3 separate regions of the Zea mays genome follow, and regions 1 and 3 are each linked to region 2. The links are chromatin contacts, called in public Hi-C maps. All regions are on one chromosome and are shown on one strand. The core of a region is the stretch at or near the end of the contact, and the rest is flanking DNA. Distances in the headings are between cores, read along the strand shown.

Region 1 (3,789 bases), core at 1,190-3,689, 320 kb before region 2:
ATCTTGGTGTTAGAGCTCGTCAAGTTCGTACCAAAAGCCTCATTTTATTTAAATACTGTTTCGTTTTTAATGAATTCCACTGCATTTTTTTGGAAAAGAAAAAAAGAATGCTACTTACATATGTTTCCAGGAGAAAGTTGTATTTGTAACTTGTGAAGACGATGACACGATTAAAAACATGAGGTTACTTGAGGGAAAACATGTCAGGTTAGGTTCTATTTTACTAACATTTCATTCCATTCTGATATGGACTGTGTTGGCTCGCATGTCCTGAAAAAACATTAAATGAACATATTTATTTATGGCCACTGTATGAGAAAAAAACAGGAAAGATGGCCCCCTCATAGTAAACCTGACTGCTAATTAAGCACCACTTAGTGGTATTGTAGTAGCATGCTACTCCTATGCACCCTCTACGTGAATTTATTTAGTGAGTTTTTGTGTTTCTTTTTCAGGTTGGGTGCATCATCCAATAATGTTGATCTTTCAGTTGTATCAAACAAAGATGACTGTGCTGCCATGTCTTCAGAGCCATCCGCTGGAGGAGATCTATTTGCACAGCAATTCTCACTATTGACTACAGACAAGAAGTTAGAATTGTCTGAGGTTAACTTTCTTTTGCCTCAAATCATGTAATCAAAGCATGCCAATCCACCACATCTTGCTAACTACATGTTACAACACATGTTTTTATACTTGCTCCTACTTTTTTTCTTTTCCCTAACTCTAAGGGACCTTCACTTCAGCAAAAGAGCTATACTTCCGTAGCAAATGGTATGTCTGGTGTGCTCGAGCTTTCAGAGGCATCGATTGAATCATCTGGTGCAAAAGCTGCTGCATGTGGAACTCTTTCGGTTCTTTCCTCAATGTCAAATAAAGGTACCGATTCCAGTTGTAATATCCATCAAATTCATGTCGATTTGTGTTACCTACTGTGTTGTGAATCAAGGTAGTTATCATTTATACAACCAGTTAATTTGCCTGGATGTTATTAGTATGTTGCTGGTTATTAACAGAGAAGTATTAAACAGGGCAGATAACTTGCATTCCACCCATCCATATTTGTAGAATATATGCACCGATGGTATCATTCAAAGCATGTAAATCTAGCTCATAATGCTGTACACTCCTTTAATGAATAACAAATGATTAAATATAGTGTTTAACCAAGGTGATCAAGAATAAGCCTAGTTTTCATGTAACAATAACTAAGAACGTTGTGATAGCTTTTTATGTGCTAGAATGGAAAAAAAAAAGATACTGTTAAGGTCGTTTTTGTAGATTGTGGCACAAATCTAGCCTAGTTCCTGGCGTGTGGTGTGTCTATGTTCGTTCTACTTGGGTTTGGGTTCTACTAGACTCTTGTACTACATTTTTCTACGTTAATAAAATGACGCGCAGCTCTCCTGCATAGTTCGAGAATAAAAGGTCGTTTCTGCTGTATGATTGTGTTTATGGATCCATAGACCTTGTACATTATGTACATTAAGATAAGAAAAAACTTATATGAGTACAACAGAACTGCAAGCTTATAGTAGTACGGTAGAACTGCTTTCTTGAAAATCTTATGTTTCATTTCCTATTATCTTACATTTTTCATTGATTATTGGGCAGTTTACAATGACCAAGGAACTCCAGCAGCATTCAGAGTTCCTGCAGGTGCTGTGATTCCTTTTGGATCCATGGAGGACGCCTTGAAGAAAAGTGGATCACTCAAATCCTACACTAATCTTCTAGAGAGGATCGAAACAGCTCAAATTGAAAATGGTGAACTTGATAGCCTATCCTCGAAGCTTCAAGCAACTGTTTCACTTCTTTCTCCATCGGAAGAAATCATTGAATCTTTGAAGAAAACATTTGATCAGAATGTTCGACTAATTGTGAGATCTACTGCTAATGTGGAGGATTTGGCTGGAATGTCTGCTGCTGGACTCTATGAATCAATTCCTAATGTCAGTCTCTCTGACCCTAGATCCTTTGGAGCTGCGGTTGGACAGGTTTGGGCATCATTATACACAAGGAGAGCAATCCTTAGCCGTCGAGCAGCCGGTGTACCTCAGAGAGACGCAAAGATGGCGGTTCTCGTGCAGGAAATGCTGCAGCCAGATCTCTCTTTTGTGCTTCATACAATTAGCCCAGTTGACCATGATCCCAAATTAGTAGAGGCTGAGGTTGCCCCTGGTCTTGGAGAAACCCTCGCTTCTGGTACCCGTGGCACTCCATGGAGACTCTCATGTCACAAGCTTGATGGCAAAGTCACAACTCTAGCTTTTGCGAATTTCAGTGAAGAGCTTATGGTGCTCAACTCTGGCCCTACCGATGGTGAAATGAGTCGTAGGACCGTAGACTACAGCAAGAAGCCGTTATCTGTTGATGCAACCTTTAGGGAGCAGTTTGGTCAGCGCCTTGCCGCCATTGGACAGTATCTGGAACAGAAGTTTGGAAGTGCCCAAGATGTGGAAGGTTGCCTGGTTGGCCCCGATATATTTATAGTTCAGAGCAGGCCACAACCACAATAAACAAAAAGTTTTGTGTGGTTACCTGGCTAGCTGAATAAAAATGGATACTGGCTGAAGAAATATATGGACTTCGTAGCACGCGTAGCAGTGATCGAGTCTTTTTTAATATGCTATCTCAGGTAAAATAATAATTTATTGGCACAGGTTTAGCCATTCACTAACTTGTATCAATTTTGTGAACTAAAGAACTTACTATTACATGTGGGAGCCACATGCTATTCTATTTCGATGGTACCTATTTTTTCGACTGTTTGAAAATCTATATGACGTATAGGCCTGTTTGTTTTAGCTTCTTGGCCGCTTCTGCCCACCAGAATTGGATTCTCGTAAACAACCGCCCGGCGGCCGAAGCGATTGTGGGGGAGCAGCCTTTCAACCGCAGCCGAGAAGCGGCTAAGAGGCCGTGGCCGATGGAAGCGGAAAGGATTCTTCGGAGAACGTTAGTTTGTGTTCGGTTTGATTTTTGACCTTGGCTTTTTTCCCTTAAAAGCTACTAAAAGCCAAACTAATATAAACCAGCTTTTTATTTTTTTATAAAGGAAGCTTTATTAAATTTTCAAGTTCATATATCAAGGTTATATAAAGTCTGAAAAAACACTTTATAAAACTGAAAGCATTTAGAAAGCAGCTTTTCTAAAAGCCGACTTTCTCACGGTGTAAAACTAAAAGCACCTTAGGATCTGTTTTTAGTGGTTTTAGGATAGAACTATGAAATATATATGAAATAATTTTTAATGATTTTTAGTGGTTTTCACCAAACGATTTTTTGTTTTTTAACAGTTCACAGCCACAACAGTTATTTTCATAGCTAATAGTCCAAATTAGCTTTTTCACGGTCACAACCTAACTAAACACACGATGAGTTTCCATGGCCTGTAGAAGGAGAAAGGATTCTTTGGAGAACATGAGAGTCAAAGAAGCTTCCACTTTTTTTGTGTAAAGTCAGGACCGTGGTCGTCTGACTCTTTCAATAAAAAGGAATAGCCAAATCTATCGAGCTGGCTGGTCAATCCCAGTGATCTTATCAGCCAGCAAAGTGGAGCCAGACGACCACAGTCCCGACTTTACCAGAACCGTAGGTTTACTGATCAATGAATTCAAAAGCATCAAACCTCTCGTTTTCGAAAGAATCGAAACACATTGAAATGGTACTAGGCGTACTTAAAAATAGAAGGATTTGGTAAAATTGTCCCTCCTAAAAAATATTCTAGAATAAATGGGCATTAGTTAGGAGAGGTGCCCGACGGCAAGAAGCAATGTTATTAGATAC
Region 2 (4,282 bases), core at 1,345-3,844:
GTCCAGCCATCAACAAGTGAGATCGGACAGCGACACCTACAACCGTGACTTTGCCGCATCCCGTTCAGCGTTTGAGGTATATCTTTTTGCTGTTTTCACGTCTCCATTGAACATCCTCTCACATAGGTGTCGTTCTCCTTTGAAAAAGGATGCTGGCAGTGTTCCAAAAGGCGTTATTTCCCGCTCGCCTACGCACGCTTTTGAACAGGTCGATGGGTAATGTGGAGCCTAGGGCAAGTAAGCAATACTCTAGACAGCACCTGTGCCAGCGGCCAGACATGCCGTCCTCGGTGGCAACTACGTACAGATCCACCCAGGTAAGCACTTCACGGTGGCAGAGGAGGCAGGGAGGTCAAACAGCAGCAAAGGAGCTGGGACATCAGGCACGACGGAGGTAGGAACTGGGGGTGAGCAATGGCACGAAGCAGGGACAGGAGCAGCATAGAGGGGGCAGGGATGAGGGTAGCGGGCAGCACGGAAGCAGGGACTGGCAACGGCGGGTGAAAGAGATGCGAACGGGGGCGGTAGACGGCGCAGTCAGTTGTGAGTCATGATTTGTGCAGCCAGCGCAAATTGATAAGATCGTAGGGAAGGTCAGGGATAATGTTTGCTCTTCAAACTTGAGCCTGGGCCTGTTTTCATGGGCCTTTCTACACAACTCTTGTCCACTGATCTCATGTTTCTTCTTTTATTTCAGATTTTTAGAGGTAAATATGCATGGGTATAAAACGCTTAGAAAACACCTAGGTTCCTCTAAGCTCTAGGACATAGACAGGGTCACCATCTAGAAAGCGCATAGTGCCTTCTGTAATCATGGATGCGTGTGATGCTTGATGAACCATCTAATGATTGGATCTGTGCATTATTTGATTTGTGGTTTGATAATAAGCTTACACACTGGAGTATCCATACGCATATGTTTCTCCTATTCATCTACTGTGTGCTACTGATATCAGAAAGACATAAAATAATTTGTTGCGGTATAAAATTGCAGATGAAAAACAACAAAGCAATGTGGGATGCAGGCTAAGACAATATTTTTGTATAGATTTGCCTAGAAGTTGCCTGTAATATTGGAATTGGGAGATGTCTAAATACAGTTGGGTTCTCAACCTGGAGGCCAAATTCAATGCATGCATAAACAATAACTAATTAACTATGGAACATGCAAGAGAAATAATTTGAATGCCTTTGCCCTCAAGAGAGATCCTACAAGTGGTGGGATGAGTAAGAAACAGTATGATCTATTCCAGCTCTAACATCTTGCATAAGAGACATCTGAATTTTTTATGTTTTTAGGTGCTACCGACTTGTTTTAAGTATCGACAAACATGGTTATTTGACGGCTTAATCGAGTTTTTATCCCTTTAAATATGAATTTTCTTGTGAGCTTGTTGAGATTAGATTTGGTATGTAATAATATCGCGTGAGTGACAATTCCAAATTAATTCATGTCACAGTATTGGTATGCAAAATTGTATCATTTTTACTTGAAAAACTTACAGGATTATTGGTCCGAATGTAGAAAAAAAGAACAATAAGTCAATAAATGGTTTAGGCGCTTATTTATCAAACAAACAAGCCATCATCAGCACTAAGCACATTCATGTCATTACACACTCATGACAAACAATTTCTTCAGGAGAACCAGTGTTGCCAAAAACTTAGATCCAAGCCAATTCTCTAGACAGCCAGGAAAACTCTACAGAAAAGTTGCTCCAAACAGGGCCTACAGCAATAGAGATTCTACAATCGCCACCTAGTCACAAATATGACACCTCTTAAAACAGCACTAACTACCAAACCTAAGAGAGATCACAAGCGAGCCCACAACAGAGAAACCAAACCCTAACATGAGATAACAATAGACGATAAGTTTTATCCAGAACCAGGAAAGGCAAGTCGCATACACACACGTCCATCCCGATCATAACCCTGGAACGAAGGACGGCAAGCAAAGCAGCAAGGATGCGGGGGACGGGGAAGAGAACAGGGGACTCACCGGCTCAGACTCGATCTTGATCGCAGGTGAGACGGCGCGGCTGCCAGCAAGGATCTGCTGCAGGCGCAGCGGGAAGCTGGCTCTATGTGCGGCCATCGCCGCAGCCGCAGCCGCCATCTCCGATCGAAACCCTTACCTGCTCGTAACCTACAAAAAAAACAACCACCAAAACCCATCAGCGAAAACATGATAAGAATCTGCACTAAAAATCCCGCGAAAACCCTAGACCGTAAGGTCCGATCGCCGCCCGCTAGGGTCGGGGAGCGCTGGCGGCGTGGCGGCTGGTGACGGGGGTGGAAAACTGGGCGCGCACGTACCTCTAGGGTTTTGGGCCGGCGGGGCACACACATCGGCCGCGGAGGAGGATGGCGGAGGAGCAAAGAGGTGGGGATTCGGAGGCGGCGACGTAAAGGAGGGGAGAGGGAGAGAGGGCTGTGATTGTTGTTTGGGGTGAAGAGGGAGGAAACTTGGAGGGTTCAGAGTTGGGTCGGTTCGCTTTTTTCCTGGGGAAGGAAAAGGATGGACACTTGGCGCAGTAGGTTACGGGTAGAGTTGTACGAACGTCGGCTCATTTGGTTTGGGCCTTTGGGGTCAGGTTGACTCGGTTTGAATAGGCTTGTTTAAAAAAAATTTAAGAGTTAAGCTGATATCTTATCTCGGTTAAATGAGCTACTATATTTTAGCAAAATGAAACTATATATATCATTTATAATATTAGGTGAACATCCATGCGTTGCTACGCTATGATAAGGTACATTATAATTTAAAAATACTAAATGTCATTTTATGTTTATAACATCTTTTAAAAGTTTAAAAGTTTTACATACCTTACAAGCCTTGCAAAAATAGTTATTAATCCCACCAGCCTACCGTGTTAGAACTTTGGAGGCTTGTAGAAATTATGTCAAACTATTGTATGGCATCGTAGTTTATTAGCTAGTCGAGTTATTTGTTCTTGCATAATACACTGATGTATACAGGTGGTTAATCATCGTATCATAGCTCTCTCTCTGGGACAACGAACAACAACATCAAGAACTACTGTAACACCAAGCTCTCTCGGCTGCTTGTATTCCTTCGGCTAGCGAGACGATACTATCCAAGAGCACTGCGCTACGTGCGGCTTCGTGGCATGTTGAACTTTAATATTTTCTCATGACGTATCTGTTGAGCACTAAAAGTGGCGGACGGTCCGGCCCTGGGACCCGGACAGTCCGCGTGTGTAACGCCCTGAATTTGGTGGTAGAATTTTTTTTCTTCTTTTCTCTCATCAAATTCAGGCGTTACTCTTTCCTTTTTCCCTTTTCTTCTCGCTAAGCCTTGATCTTTTCCAAAGTCACAGCGGGTTTTGGCTTTAGACCTCGTGTAAAGCAAAACCTTAAAATACTTTCTTTTGTGTGATGCACCATGCCGAACCATGCATACTTTTTGATTGATTAAAAAATGTGTGTGAATGCTTTCATCTAGAGGAAATTAGAAATTAGGAAAAGAAAAAGCCTTTTCTTTTTTTCTTTTCTCTTCCCCCTCTCCCCTTTCGGCCCAACCCCCCCCCCCTCCGTCCGGCCCAGCTGGCGGCCCAGCCGCCGCCTCTCCCCTCCCCGGCGCCGCCGCCACCCCTCCCCCCCGCCGCCGCCGCGCCGTCCCCCTCCGGTGAGGCTCCCCCCCTCCTCCTCCCTCCTCTCCTCCCTCCGACGCCCTCCCCCGCGCCCGGCCGGCCCGGCCTCGCCCTCGCCCGCCCCGACCCCGGCCACCCCGGCCGCCCGCGCCCTCGTCCGCCTCGGCCCCGGCCGTGCCCCCCGCCCGTGCGCCGTGCTCGCCCGCCCGCCCCGGCGTGCCTTGCTCGCGTCGTGACGGCCCCGGCGCGGCCTCGAGCTCGACCCAGCGTGCCTATGGCGCGTGGCCTTGAGCTCGGCTAGCGCACGACCCCGACGTGCGCACGACTAGTTCGTGACGTGTGCGTGCGGCCTCGCGCGCGTGCTCGCGTAGTGCGCAGTGCCTCGGCACGACCCGTCGTGTCCCCGTCTACCCCCAGACGCCCCCGTCTACCCCCCCCCCCCCCCCCCCCCCCGTGTCCTATGCGCGCTAATCACGTGTTTATATTAATAAGATAGGAGTCTCAATTTGGAAATTGGTTACGTTAGTTAATTTGTATAACTAATCATCTATCTCATTCAATGTTAATCTACTAAAAGTGGTCACGTTTACATTAGTGCATGTAGCTAATTCTTTTGTTAGAACCAATTGGAACTAGAGCACGTAGCGTTGAGTTATTCGTCTACC
Region 3 (4,105 bases), core at 462-2,961, 280 kb after region 2:
TGTTCGTTTGTACTGATATTAAACTTTCACGCTCCATTTTTTTATTGTTTTTTTACATGTGCCGAGCATCCACAGGAACATAAAAAGTAAAACTTCTCAGAAACAAATCTCCTCGGGATCCGTCTGTGCGGGCGTAGGGAGCGTATAGAGGACGTGGCTCGTCTAGGGGTGAAAACGGACGGATACGGACGGATAGTAGCTCATCCTGTATCCTACCCTAATGTATTTAAAACGGATTCGGGATCGGATACGGATAGTTGGAAACGAGACGGATACGGATACAGGGACCGGATATTTATCCGGGCGGATAAGTGACGGATACGGATATTATTTGATTGGATATCGGATACTTGTCGGATAATGCATTAATTGGTTATCATAAAACATTCTTGTTCGACCACGAAATTGCAAGTAAATTAATACTAATAAACATTTAATAGAAGATAATCTCAAGTTCCCACATAAAAATGGTAAAATGAATTATTGATTATGTTGAAACTTGGATACTTAGAGTGATTTCACGTGTAACTTACGCAATAAATGGAAATAAAATAGAAAAAACGTTGACATCCTGTGGATTTTATGGTCCCATTATTTTTTATGACTATATGTGGCCATATGTTGTACCGTCGTATAATTTCATAGATTTCTGAAGCTATTTGTAAATTATTATATTCTTTCTACATAAAATCATCAAAATATAATTAAAATTCATAAATACACTAGTTTTGACCCAAAATTGCAAAAAACTTACCAAAACAAATAAACATTATATTCAAATAAAACCTCAAGTCGCCACATGAAAATGATAAGTAAAATATTAATTATGTTGAAACGTCGATACATAAACGTGTAACTCACGCAATAAGTTTGAGTGGAATGGAAGAAACACCAACATCTTGTGGATTTTATAATCCAAATATTTTTTAGAACTATATGTGGATATATGTTGTGTCTCCGTAAAAATTCATGATTTTTTAGGCTATTTGGTGTATTATTAATTTTTTGTTGTAGGAAATCATCAAAATACAATTAAATTCATAAAAATATTGTAGTGTCGACCGGAAATTGCGAATAAGTTACCAATATTAATAAATAGTTTATAAAAAGATAATTCTAAGTTCCCACATGGAGATAATCTTAAGTCCCCACATGAAAATGTTAAAGTCTATTATTTTGATATAAATTTAGACATTATTTCAATGATTTTGGCCTAAATATATGTTTAAACAAAAATGTGTTGTACTACGAAGTTATAGATCTCTTCGAGCTCTACAATTTTCATATAAACTTTATCTTCATCCGATTTCATATGTAAAAGTTATGATTTTATAACTATATTATTATGCAGAAAAAGAAAAAACGGGTACCCGAATTCCGGGTACCCGTATCCGACCCGAATATCCGGGTATTTACCGGGTAGTACTCGTTCCGTATCCGACCCGAATCCGAAGCTGTACTATCCGGGTATTACCCGTATCCATCCCGAATATAAAAAATACCCGTATCCGTATCCGAAAAATGGTCCCGAATCAGTAACCGTATCCGGTACCCGTTTCGGGTACCCTACCCGTTTTCACCCCTAGGCTCGTCCGCCACATTTAGCACTTCATCAACGAATACTAAAATTTAGAGTATAATATATCGGACCTTGTTGGAGGTATAAAGGAAGCTGGGACACGGTATACGTAGGGTTCAGTAGGAGTGTAGGACCTTGGTGGAGGAGATGCTCTGACGATGACGATTCAGTGAATTTTGAAAAAATGGGAAAAAAGAGCCCATACAGGCGTTAGCGTTACAGGCCCGTACCGCCCTCCTCTGTAGTCCTTCCCTCCGCCACTCCGCGGCTATGCCCAGCAATTCAAAAGAAACCGAACACCCTTCCGGAAATTCCCTCGGGCAATGGCGTCGGGCTCGTCTCGCCCCCAAATCGACCAGGTAAAACCCTAACCTAGTTCCTCGCCTATTCGCTTCGTCGCCTCCAAGCGCTAATTCTTCCTGCGTTCCGGCTCCATCTCAGTTCTTCCCGGCCAAGAAGCGGAGGCCCTCGTCGCGGAAGGGCGAGTCGCCGCGACCCGGGACGCAGCATGAGAGCCCCGGCGGCGCCAAGGGGTCCCTGGAAGGGTACCTCGTCCGTTCGCCTTGCAACCGTGCCGTGGCAGCGGCATCGGTGGTCCCCGTGGGCTCGCCCAGGGGCGGGGACCCGGGCGCCAGGCGTAGCCTCTCGGCCGCAATGGATGTCGACGTCGGTTCCTCGGCTTCGGTGGCTGCGGCGGCAGGTGACGGGGCAGACTTTGATCTCAGGAGGAGCACGGCGGATTTCTTGTCCCATTCCTGCAGGTGAGCGCGCACAGTGTGAAACATAAGGGGAGTTATAGTATTGGTTCCAATAACTGTTCTTTTGCAAGTTACGGGTCTAATTTTGTTGTTCCAGTGCTATCCTGCCTTTGAGGGGTGACTGTGATTACAGCGAGCAGTGCCAGATGAAGCAGAAGCGGAGTGCGTCCCAGTCATTCTTGGTTCCTTGTGACAACGACTATGTCAAGAAGCAGCGAGTTGCCCATTGTGGTGGCTTTGAAGCTCTAAAGGTTGGATCAAGATACGCTATCCATCCATCCTTAGCATCGTCATATGATAAGTGATTTCATGAGTTTCAACTCTTAGTTTGGTTCTTTGCAGGAGTTAGATGATAATGTAGCTTCCATGAAGCAATGCATCAATCACCATGGTGGCTCAGAGGCTGTGGAGGTTTAGTTATGCCTGAACAAGTCAAACCTGGAACCGTTTCTTTGTTTTCCTCTTTTCCTTTTGAACTTCTCATTATTTCCTTTTCATCAGGAATCTGTTGAGGGGGAACATGTGAGTTGTGTTGGGTTTTCGGCCTTGCAAAGATGTAGCTTTACCCCAAGTACTGCACAGATAAAAGTTGGGTTTTCTCTAGCACCTGTGGAAACCCTAAAGTCTGTATCGAGGAATTCCCTTACTTCACCTGGTGAGGAGTTCTGGAATGCAGCAATTGAACTCGCTGATGGGATATCTGCCCAGGCTGATAAGGTCCGTGGAAGGCCAGAATTTGATGCAGCAGAAGACAAGTCATCTTGTGCAGTAGCAGCATTCTTTAAGACTCTTCCTAGATCAGGAAGGGATGAGCTTGACTGTCAAAACACAGTAGGCAGCAATGATACACATCATATAGAGAAATTGTCAAATAAAGTTGAATCACTGGCAGTAAACTGTCAGCATATAATTAGCTCACCTTTGCCTGTGAAGCAGCTAGATTTCTTTCATGAGGATGATATTAAAGTTTCAGGTTCAAAATTTGAAACAAAAGGCAGCTATGAAACTTGTAATGCACAAGCAGACCGTGTTCCACTGAAAGGCAGTGGCCGCCTAGAAAAGGAAAATCTCATGGACCCTGTGGATGTGTTGAAGAGAAGTGCTATTAATTTGCACACTGATTCTGCAGCCATGAGATGTCAGGGTGTTTTCAAGTCAACAACTGAAGGGAAGGTTCATCCAACTCAAGAGGCTGAAAGAGATTCTAATCTTATTAGGAGAGATCTCAATCAGCCAACCCACAATGAAAATAAATCACTTGCTGCATATTCAAATAATCGCAAGACTTGGATAGATTCCAAGAGTAAAGTTGCTTCTCAGGAAGTGGAAGCTAGCACACCTACTAGCTCCATTCCTCTAAAGGATCACTCAAAGATATCAAGTTGGCTTCCTCCTGACCTTTGTGCTATATACATGAAAAAAGGCATTTCAGAGCTGTACCCTTGGCAGGTTAAGATTCTTTTCCCTAATTATCTATTTAATGAATCTCTGGCAGCTAGCCTTCTTTCGTCTGGCCATTTTTGCCTATGTATTTTTTTTCTCCAGCCATGCAAACTACCACTGCCCTCTCTACTAGTAGGATTACCAATTATTTTTGCTCGTAAGCTAAGCTTCTTTAGTATTTGTATCGTAATAAGTATGTCTTGAAAACTAGTACTTAGTATATCAAGTGCTGAGATGGTTTGTACATGTCCAATAGAGACCTTTTAGAGGCACCAGTGCATATTAGTATTATAAAACATTAAAACGTGATAGTAATGGGAAGAGG

The links. Hi-C and Micro-C count contacts between places; a contact is called where the count stands out from the background.
Region 1: a Hi-C map of leaf shows a contact between it and region 2, with 3 times the contacts expected there. The contact joins the enhancer-like site here to the promoter of LOC100384278 in region 2. A contact is called at or near these places in 5 of 25 Hi-C or Micro-C datasets (bundle sheath, leaf and leaf mesophyll).
Region 3: a contact with region 2 is called in a Hi-C map of ear, with 4 times the contacts expected there. The contact joins the promoter of LOC103640932 here to the promoter of LOC100384278 in region 2. A contact is called at or near these places in 7 of 25 Hi-C or Micro-C datasets (bundle sheath, ear, endosperm and 2 more) and 1 of 3 datasets of contacts at active chromatin or transcription factors (leaf).

The regions. Positions count from the first base shown.
Region 1 is chr10:20,653,787-20,657,575 of Zm-B73-REFERENCE-NAM-5.0, forward strand. It overlaps LOC100274067, which reads left to right. Exons shown (of 19, transcript NM_001360531.1): 15 at 1-23; 16 at 131-207; 17 at 456-606; 18 at 747-879; 19 at 1,615-2,767. The coding sequence ends at 2,519. Among protein-coding and RNA genes, the nearest start is that of LOC103640930, 56 kb to the left of the region's middle. Within about 2 kb of position 2,440, at least 6 of the 20 cell types and tissues checked have an H3K27ac peak or open chromatin away from gene starts, as enhancers often do. A contact at or near this core is called in leaf and leaf mesophyll, where this site is marked.
Region 2 is chr10:20,973,417-20,977,698 of Zm-B73-REFERENCE-NAM-5.0, forward strand. It overlaps LOC100384278 (E3 ubiquitin-protein ligase UPL1), which reads right to left and starts at 2,595. Exons shown (of 17, transcript XM_020545199.2): 1 at 2,320-2,595; 2 at 2,003-2,149. The coding sequence starts at 2,119.
Region 3 is chr10:21,252,963-21,257,067 of Zm-B73-REFERENCE-NAM-5.0, forward strand. It overlaps LOC103640932 (helicase and polymerase-containing protein TEBICHI), which reads left to right and starts at 1,712. Exons shown (of 28, transcript XM_008664377.4): 1 at 1,712-1,938; 2 at 2,021-2,340; 3 at 2,435-2,588; 4 at 2,680-2,748; 5 at 2,839-3,786. The coding sequence starts at 1,903.